Regions from separate parts of the Mus musculus genome. Here all the other regions are linked to region 3. The links are chromatin contacts, called in public ChIA-PET maps. All regions are on one chromosome and are shown on one strand. Each heading gives the region's core, a stretch centred on a gene start, on an enhancer-like site or on the middle of the called end of the contact. The rest is flanking DNA. Distances are from core to core; before and after follow the strand shown.

Region 1 (3,114 bases), core at 262-2,761, 960 kb before region 3:
ATGTCAGAGGTGCTAGTAACATTAGTAAGATGGCACATGTGGCCAGAGATTAGGAAGTATTAGCACTGTTATAGATGAAGCTGAGAAAGAGATATCTAGATAAACCTGTTAGCCAGGTAGTTGATCTGCATTCTGGTACAAGATCCTTAGCTTAGCTTTGCATGAACCCAAATAAAGTTTGTGAGAGCTGGTGCACAGACCTCACTTGGAGTGGCACAGGTACAAGTACACCATCAGAGCTTCCAGAGAATGAAAGAGTCTGCCATAGTATTTGCACCAGCCTGAGAAGAATTCTGCAGACATACAAGACAAGGAAGTTTCTAGAGATTGTACAAGAGTAGAAACCAGGCATTAGAGTAACTATTCACAGCTAGACCTTGTTTATATCTAAGTGTCTTTTGATAAGTGTGTTATGAGCCCTAACTAGTTTGGTAATTCTGTGACATTAAAAATTTTGATTTCTTGAAGTTTTTTTAGTAAAATAAAATATTTCCATAGGAGAATAAAGTAATTATTTGTTGCTTTCTTCACTGTATAGTAGTCAGCATAGCAGACCTAACTGAAGATGGTGAAAGGCTATGGAGTGAAGTGTTGAGCTGCAGGAATGGGCTGTGGTTGAGAATTCAGACTGCAAACCTGGATGTGGGTGGCTTTACACCTTACAGACTGATGTCAGCCAAGTCGAGTAATTTATGGCTATTTCCACCTCTTGCAAACAAGCTAACATTTCATGGAGCTGTGAGGATGCAAGTGACAGCTTTTGTAGAATAAGCCCAGGTTCTATCATTTGGTGAACACTCCATAATGTTGATCAGTTGCTGTCATTAACATTATTGTTACTAGGGAATAGCAATCTCTGGTTCCACCTCCCTCCACCCCCCAGTCTGAATTTGCATCTCCTTTTTACTGTTAGCTTGAGAAATTTGGGGACCTTGAGTAGCCACTGAATTTATGATGTTTCAGAAACATCCATAAATGGGAATTGATGCAAACCTGTGTAGGGTTATTGAAGGGCCTGAAAGGAAGTGGCATTTGCTATAGTCCTGTGACAGCCTTGGTTAGCAAGTGGTTGATCTTCTTTCCTGTTCATGATTTGAGTTTTGTTTTGTTTTGTTTTTTTGTAGTCAGGCCTTGAGAAGAGGATTGACCAGGCTGTGGAGGAGTGGGATGTTGAGAAGGCGGAGGAGCTCAGCAACCAGCTGGCTACTCGAGAGGTAAGTCAGACTCAGTCCAGCTATCTGTTGCCCTCATACTTTTCTCCCATTCTACTCTTTATTTTGAAATCTAGGTTTTATGTTGACTTTAATGCTTTAAATTTATTCTGGTCTAAAATTTAGGATGAAAATTATGCATAGTTGATATTTGCCCTTAGTTACCTGGCCTATGGCAGATTTTTTGCTTTATTTGTTTTTGAGGTTGGTGTTGTTTTTCAGGTATGTGGTGTCTAGCTCAGTTTATCCTCAGTGGGGGCAGCTATGTGTTCTGCAGTCACACCCCACAGCCTTTTCTTAGTCCTTTTACAGTCTCTTACTGTAGATTCTGTACATACTGCTCAGTCTTATGGGGTTTCAGCTAATTCTCACATAGTCTGTAGTAGTGTAAAATTAAATATAATTTAATGTGATTCTGACTCATGTCCTTGGAGGTGGGGGTCCTATAGACCTGTCACTCAGACTTAGTGCATTTTCCTGATTTATAGGTTTTTTTTCTTTTTATAGACAAAAAAATTAAAAATCTATCCTAGTTTTCATTCTTAGTACTTGATTTCCTATCTCCTTAGCACATAACACTCCTTGGTGTTTAGTCGCATAAAAATCATCATAACTCATCTATCCATATTGCTGGTTATTTCTTAGTGTTGTAACTCACAGACTTTTTGTTTTGTTTTGTTTGTTTTTTTCTGTTTTCCAACCTGAAATGAGAAAGTTCTCTTTCATATTATTCTATGGAATACTATTGCCTTTACCAATCATCCGTTGTCTAAAAATCCACCATTTATGGCCATTGTGATTTTGTGTGTGTGTGTATGTGTGTGTATGAATTTTTGCCGATTATTAGCTGCAACCCTTAAAATCTTACTGATTTTTATGTATGGATTAGACAAATTGAAAGGAAAGACTGAAGGATGACTCCAAAATCATCTGAAAGATGTAAGGATTTCAAATTTGTCCACTTAAAGAATAATTAGTCACAATATTTCTGTATATATCTATGTAGCTGAGTGTAATTGTGTGTAACTGAGTAACTGAGTAGCATTGAACATACAACTCTGTGCAGATTCTCCCACTACTTGTCTCTAGAGTTCTTCATCTGCAGGCTGCTCTCCACCCTTCTTTGACAGCAGGCCATTTGCTTGTGCAGTCAGGTTCTGTAGGTGCCTCATGTAAGTCATATTTGTATGCTTTTGTGTCTGGAATATTTCTTTAGCATAACATCTTTAGAGATCATTGTGTTGTAGTGTATGTTGGAATGTTTGTCCATTTCAAGACTGGTTGCCACTGTGTCACATTTCGGGTATTGTGCCATTGTTTGTGCATTTAGTTGCTGGTAGACAATGCCACTGTTTAACTATAGTGAGCATGCAACTATAAATATGAATATACTAGCATCTGTTTGAACCCCTGTTTGAATGTCCTTTATATCCAGAAACAAAGTTGCTGCATTATTTAAGAAAGAAAAATGCATGTGAAGCATTTGGTATGTTTTTAACTTGTGAGGATGCTGTGACTCAGCATGGCCATCAAAGCTTTGACACAGTTACCTTGTAATTGAACTTCGATGAAATATTCTTTGTATTTGCTTTTTCCTTATATTTTACTCTTCCCATCTTCTAATGCTCCTTACCCTTAGTTTGACAGTTGATATATTTTATTTTTAAAAATGCTGTATTTTGAATCAGTGGGTATGGCTCTTGTTTGATTCAGTAGTATTTCATCAGTATTTTGGAAGGGAAAAATAAAAGTTCATTTAATAAAATGAACTTGAAGATGTGTTAAATTGTGCTACTAGTTCAGCAGGACTCCCTGATAGCTATTATCTGTGGCTTCTTCAGTGTAAGATCCCTACATGTCAATCTGTGCTTTATTTATTTATTCTTATCTTTATATGCTAATC
Region 2 (2,933 bases), core at 73-2,572, 930 kb before region 3:
TACTATCATTCAATATATGATAATAGTCCATGTTAGATATATGAACTGTTGAGGCAAATCAAGCTCCCTGAACTTAAGGAAACATTGAATGCATTCTTTTCCTGTGGTTTTGAAAATGAAAGGCTCTTGTTTTGAAGCTAAAAAATGAAGTGTGTAGGAGAGGGAGGCAGCCCCCAGAAGCCAGAAGGGAGGGAGGGATCTTTTTACAATGCATTCATTATACTATCTTCTTGGTAGTCCCAAGTCTTCAATCCTTCATTAGGTAGATTTTTCAAGCAATGGCTTGAGTTTGTGCTCTGGAGCAGATGAGATGCCATACTGGGCAGCTGATCAGAGGGGTAAGAGGCCTGCTGATTTCTTACTTGGAGAAGCAGCCTCAGTCAGACAAGAGTCAATCCTTTAGACAAGGACTGTGGACAGGGGTGCTCAGGCTCCACATGGTATAGACCTATCGTTGCACTTGGGGTCAAGTCAGGTCAAAACAGTGCAAGTTGAAGCTATGTCAAAGACTAAGCTTGGGAGTCAGATTTCCTAAATGTGGTGTTAATGCAGAGGCAGCATCTCAGCATACTGTTGATGTGGACTAATGTCATTGTGTGTGTGTGAGCAGTGTGTGGGCAGGCATGTATGTGTGGATTCTACATATAACATACCTGCTAACACAATAATACCTGCTGTATTACTTATACTACCTTGTTTTTTTGTTTTGTTTTGGGGTTTTTCTTTTTGTTTTGTTTTGTTTTACTGGATCTCTCTATTGTCTGGAACTTCTCAATTAGGCTAATCTTGCTGGAGGAATCTGCCTGTCTTTGCCTTTCCCCCCTTGGGATCTCATTGTTTGTTATTCATTCATTTATTGTGTGTGGATATGGGTGTGAGTCTGTGGGTATTTGTGGGCCACAGCACATGTGTAGGGGTCAGAGGGCAACTTACGGGAGTCAGGGCTGTTGGAGCAGAATCTGTGTTTTGAAGATCAAACTCAGATCTTCATACTTGCAAATACTGGCTGATCCATCTCCCTTCAGCCTAAAGCCTAACTTTAAACATATAATTGCCAGAGTATGGCCTAATGGTGGACCCCTAACTCTGCTTGTGGGAAAAATAATTCCATTAAGGATGCTCCTATTTTGATCATGGACTGATATTTTTTCCAGTGGGTTTATTAGGATTTTGATACATTTTCAAGAATTAGTTCAATAAAGCGTATCTGTTCTCTTTCTACTCCAGGCCAGGTTTTCCCACCTGCTTTCACCTCAGTTTTGTGTCTCTTGAGACTAGACTCACCACAAGGAACAGATGGGAGTGGCTGTTGCTCTTTTCACTCAAGTGTGGCTAACAGCATTTCCTTTTCAGCTAAGCTCTCTGTACATCCACAGAGCTCTTCTTCCCAGCTCTGAGGCATGAGCTCTTCAAAAGGAAATTTCTGGTCAAGAAGCAAGGAAAGGTCTTTCAAGAGTGGGTAGCCACCTGGAAGCTAATCAGATCTGACTTGTGCCTTTGAGGGAAAAGGCTGCCTTCACGGAGGCCTCCTGGGCTCATAATCATGTTTGGATCACAGCATTGCAGTGGGTCTTAGTATCTTGGAAAATCAGCATTAAGTGTTAGCTGGTTGTTCTTATCCTCCATAGCATTCCCTGAGTATCTGGAGTATAGAGTATTGGTAGCTTGTCTCTTGCTGTCTATGTGAGCCTCTAAGAATGGCTCTGTCCACTAACCACAAAGTTCTTGACCTCTTGGGGTTACTTGTGGGAATATGTAGAGAGTACCCAGTCATATCCCCTGATGTTTTGAGGGTCCTAGAAGAAAAGAACTGATAGAATGAATAGGTTAGGGTTAGGGTACGAAAAAGAGTTTATTAGATAAGGAGTGTTGTCTTAGGGTTTCATTGCTGTGAAGAGGTACCATGACCACAGAAACTCTTTACAAGGGAAACCTTTTAACTGGGGATAGCTTACAGTTTCAGAGGTTTAGTCCATTATCATCACAGGAGGGAGCATGACAGCATGTAGGCAGACATGGTGCTGGAAAAGGAACTGAAAGTTCTATATCTTCATCAGCAGGCAGTAAGGAGAGACTGTCCCACTGGGCGTGGCTTGAGCATATATGAGACCTCAAAACCTGCCTCCACAGTGACACAGTTCTTCCAGCAAGATCACACCTACTCCCAACAAGGCTATACCTCCTAGTACCAATCTCTATGGGCCAAACATTCAAACATATGAGTCTATGGGGGTCATACCTATTCAAACTGCCACAGTTAGGTAACCTAACAATAGCTGTCTGTACACTGGAAAGGCTGAGAAACTCAAGGCTGGATTCTCTGTAGTCCCCAGTCTGTTGCTGAAGGCCTGAAGGATTCCTGGAGAGCCTTCCATCCACATTGGAACAGCAAAAGCTAGGCTCTCACATCAGCTAACATTGGCAGCAGCAATGGCAGCAACAACAGGACAGGCATGCACTCAGCAAGAAATGAAGGTAGGCATGCCAGAAAGTCCGGCTTTTTCCTCAGACTTTTTTATATCTGTACTGCCTAGAAGGTGTCATCCATTCTAGGAGAGGATCCTCCTCTCTCAACCCCTCTTTGAAATGACCTCACAGACCCATCCAGAGGAATGTGTCTTAGTTGATTCCAGATAAAACAAGCTGGCACTCATTATTAACTATTGCAGCCTGGATCAGATTACGTAGGCCTTCCAAGTAATGAGATGTTACAGGAAATATTAAAAAGAATGGCATATTCCTGTACTATACCGGGCTACTCTCTCCCCCACCAACCCCGCTACCTCCACGGCTAGCCCCATGCAGCGACCTATGGAAGTCTTCCCAGCTTCGGTTCTCTTGCATCAGGGCCTCTTGTCTCTTCCTCAACCATCTACCTCCAGCAGCTAGTTGTCACAAATCCCCTTAACCCAGAAAATCAAAACTCTTGAAGT
Region 3 (3,143 bases), core at 171-2,670:
TTACATGGGTTCTAAAGATCCAAATTCAAGTGTTCACTCTTGTGTGGCAAGTGCTTTCTGACCAGCACATCAAACTCCCTGGCTGTACAATTTGGTTATGCTAGATGCTCTAAGGATTGTAGGCTTTCCCCAGCCTTCCACCATGCAGTTATGGTTACAGATAGCATCTCCCTGAGTATAGAAGCCACCTGGGCCCAGGTAGAGGTCAAACTGTCTAGGAAGACAAAGGGATTCCTCCTCCACTAATGAGAGGAAAGGAATGGAAAGGAAATATATATTGTGGGGAAAAAACTGTTCAAAACACATTAAATACTTGTGTGAAAATATCTTATGTAACTCAGTCGCCATATAACTTAACAATAGAAACTACTTTTAAAAGTATGTCAATGGTATGCTGACTCCAGGAGACATTCTTTTAATAATTTCTTTATATTTTATTTATCTTGCATGTATGAAGCATGTGTGGAGCTCATAGAACCCCTTCTAGGAATTGGTTCTCAACAACCATAGAATATCCGAACAAAAGATCCACAGATGTCAAAAGAAACAATAGCATCAACTTCCTTAGCTTAGAAGAGTTTATTTACTTCTGACAATAGCCAACTTCACTTTTCTTCCAAGGTACCAGCCGGTCTCAGCCAGGTTCTGTTCCATTTAATAAGAGGATATTTTGTTGTTTCTTGCTTTGTTTTATGATACCAACTCTGTAACAGCTGTTTAGTACAAATAAGGAGACTTAAAACGTTAAAGAGTGTATTCATGTCCTTTTGCTTTTCTGAGGCCTTTACCCAGGGAAAGCAAATCTTGTGTATAAAATGTAACCAAATCAATTGTTCTGACTTTAAGAGAGACTGGCAAAGCAAATGTCAATTTGCTTGACAGATGCCTCGCTGACGGCCAATGAAATTAAGTCACAGATGCTGTAACTTAATAATCCAATCACTGAATCCACCCGCTTCGTGCAGCATTATCTGCAAACCCAGGTCTCCAGGTTCGGTGACTTTTATAGCATCGCTAACCTGTCTGAGGATATTTGCTGGAATTGAGATCTGTGAGGGGCCACACAACATCCCTTGGGCTGTTTGCTCTCTCCTCTGCTCTCCAGAAGCTGCCACAGTCCTCCCTGTGTCAACCACCCATGCTTACCCAGTCAAAGAACAGCACGACCTCTGGTGGTGACATCACTGCCTAAACCCTCTCAATGGCTTCACTTGGGACAGTGTTAGAACTCCAGGCCTGTCCACTGCCCATCTTAATCTGTCACCTGTCCCTGCTCAACTCTGATAAGCTCCTTGGGTTCTCACAAAGCTTCAGGTGTCTGTACAAACCCCAGAATCCTAGCATGAGGAACTCCGGCCTGCCAGCCTCTGTCACTTCCTGCATCCACCCCCTACCCTCCACCTCACCCCACGCCCCACTCCCCACCTACGCCTTAGGCTTGCAGGCTCTTGTTCTCTGCTTACGGTGTTCTCACTCCTGGGCATCTATTTCTGCACCCTGTGCTTTTCTCCACTCCTGGACCTTTTTTCACGCCATTGTGGCTTCCGGTGGTGTCAGTCTTATTTCCTCCTTGCCAAACGAACCCACCCTTATCACTTCTGCCCTAGATTAAGACACAGATAGGTCGAAAGAAAATGGTGGACATGTATTTATTCCCTGTGAAATGTTCCCTGCCCTCTCTGCATGTGTCCTAAGCTGTGTTGACACATCCAAAAACTACTAAGCCAACGTAATGTTCAGGTTCCCCACCCTTCACCCCGCTCAGTGGGGTCCTGATCTCCCTTGTCCTGTTCACAGCTCTGTTCCCAGGGCCATAGGGTACCAGGGACAGAGTAAGAATTCTAAATGTCACTCATGACTCAAGTTCTCTATTCGCTTAGGCAGGGCATTTGCCATTTGAGGCTGACTCACTGGATTGCTGGCCCCACTGGCCCCTCCTCTCTCAGAGGCTGCCAAATCTACTCCATCTCCTGCTTTCCACCCTCACTTGGCTTTGTTTGGTCTTAGAAAACATCTCCTACCCTGCTGCTGTGGACAAGAACCCCCATCAGCAGCTGAGGCTCCCAGAATTGCCAGTTGTGTTTATTACGATCCTGCACAGTGGAGCAGCCTACCAACCCTCTTTCTGCTGGTCGCAGGTGCCGGCAGCCTTGCCCTGCCCACCTCATGCTTCCTGACTCTGGGTCAGGGATGAGCTGACTGCCTTCCCAGGATGTCTTCCTGCCCTTGGTCACAGGAGCACTGCCTGAGGCAAGGTCCTGGATGCCATCTCCTGTTCATAGTTTCCTTGTCAAAGAAAGGGTAACAGCAGCCACCCCAGTGTCTGCCATACTGTATGGCTCCTCCTTTTCCTCCATCTAGGTCACCTCTTCCTGTACCACCAGCCTAAACACAGCTGCTGTCTCTAACCCATTGGAGATGCAGGAACCCTGTACATTTCCTACAGTGGACTCCAGTTTGAGAGCCCGGTACGGCTTCCTGATATCCCATGTAAATTCGTCTAGCTGGATTTTGATATTACCTGTGTGCACCCAATCCTGATACATAATCTGGGCTCTATTAGACTGGACCCCTGACACCCAGGAACAATCCTCATTCTTGTGATTTTCTTCCTCCCCTCCCCCCTTACAAATCCTATTCCTGACTCTAGAGTCCAGCTCAACTGCAAAACTCAACAACATCACAGTCCTGCCTGGGTCTGTTGCACTAAAGCAGGCGGCAGCTGGCACGGCTTACCATAGGGCATCTGGACACACTTTTCCTATCTTCGCCAACCTCCACCAGACCAGCCTTGTTCCCTGAAGGCAGAGGAAACGGGGCCTACTTGCTGAGCCTCTCCTGAGATTGCAGGCTGTGGTGCCCACAGAGCAGACACACACAGATTCAGCTTGGGCAAGCTGGTGAAACCCTGAGACACGGAGAACCTGTGTATAGGCTTGGCATACCTGCTCAGGCCAGAACAGGAACAGCTTGGCCCTGTGACCAAGAAGCCCTTGACATACAAGAGGGTAGCTCGAGGTGCACCAGGAATAAGAATGACATGCCAGACTTCAATAACTTAGTAAAAGAATTGTAAAACAATTCAACTTTTTTTATGTTACTCGTGCTTAAACAATGTTGAGTTAAGCAAAATATTATTAAAA

What was found. ChIA-PET counts read pairs in DNA pulled down with a chosen protein or histone mark.
Region 1: an RNA polymerase II ChIA-PET map of memory CD8 T cells shows a contact between it and region 3, with 6 read pairs. The contact joins two enhancer-like sites. A contact is called at or near these places in 6 of 39 promoter capture datasets (the SN4741 cell line, cranial neural crest, hippocampal neurons and 2 more), 2 of 115 datasets of contacts at active chromatin or transcription factors (the NIH/3T3 cell line and memory CD8 T cells) and 1 of 9 other capture datasets (adipose tissue).
Region 2: a contact with region 3 is called in an RNA polymerase II ChIA-PET map of memory CD8 T cells, with 8 read pairs. The contact joins two enhancer-like sites. A contact is called at or near these places in 1 of 484 Hi-C or Micro-C datasets (muscle stem cells) and 2 of 115 datasets of contacts at active chromatin or transcription factors (large pre-B cells and memory CD8 T cells).

Annotation. Positions count from the first base shown.
Region 1 is chr19:60,210,773-60,213,886 of GRCm38.p6, reverse strand. It overlaps Fam204a (family with sequence similarity 204, member A), which reads left to right. Exons shown (of 8, transcript NM_001358273.1): 6 at 1,125-1,214. Among named protein-coding and RNA genes, the nearest start is that of Fam204a, 14 kb to the left of the region's middle. Within about 2 kb of position 1,511, at least 8 of the 459 cell types and tissues checked have an H3K27ac peak or open chromatin away from gene starts, as enhancers often do. A contact at or near this core is called in memory CD8 T cells, where this site is marked.
Region 2 is chr19:60,181,485-60,184,417 of GRCm38.p6, reverse strand. No RefSeq gene overlaps it. Among named protein-coding and RNA genes, the nearest start is that of E330013P04Rik, 38 kb to the right of the region's middle. Within about 2 kb of position 1,322, at least 60 of the 459 cell types and tissues checked have an H3K27ac peak or open chromatin away from gene starts, as enhancers often do. A contact at or near this core is called in memory CD8 T cells, where this site is marked.
Region 3 is chr19:59,247,113-59,250,255 of GRCm38.p6, reverse strand. No RefSeq gene overlaps it. Among named protein-coding and RNA genes, the nearest start is that of Slc18a2, 12 kb to the left of the region's middle. Within about 2 kb of position 1,420, at least 62 of the 459 cell types and tissues checked have an H3K27ac peak or open chromatin away from gene starts, as enhancers often do. A contact at or near this core is called in memory CD8 T cells, where this site is marked.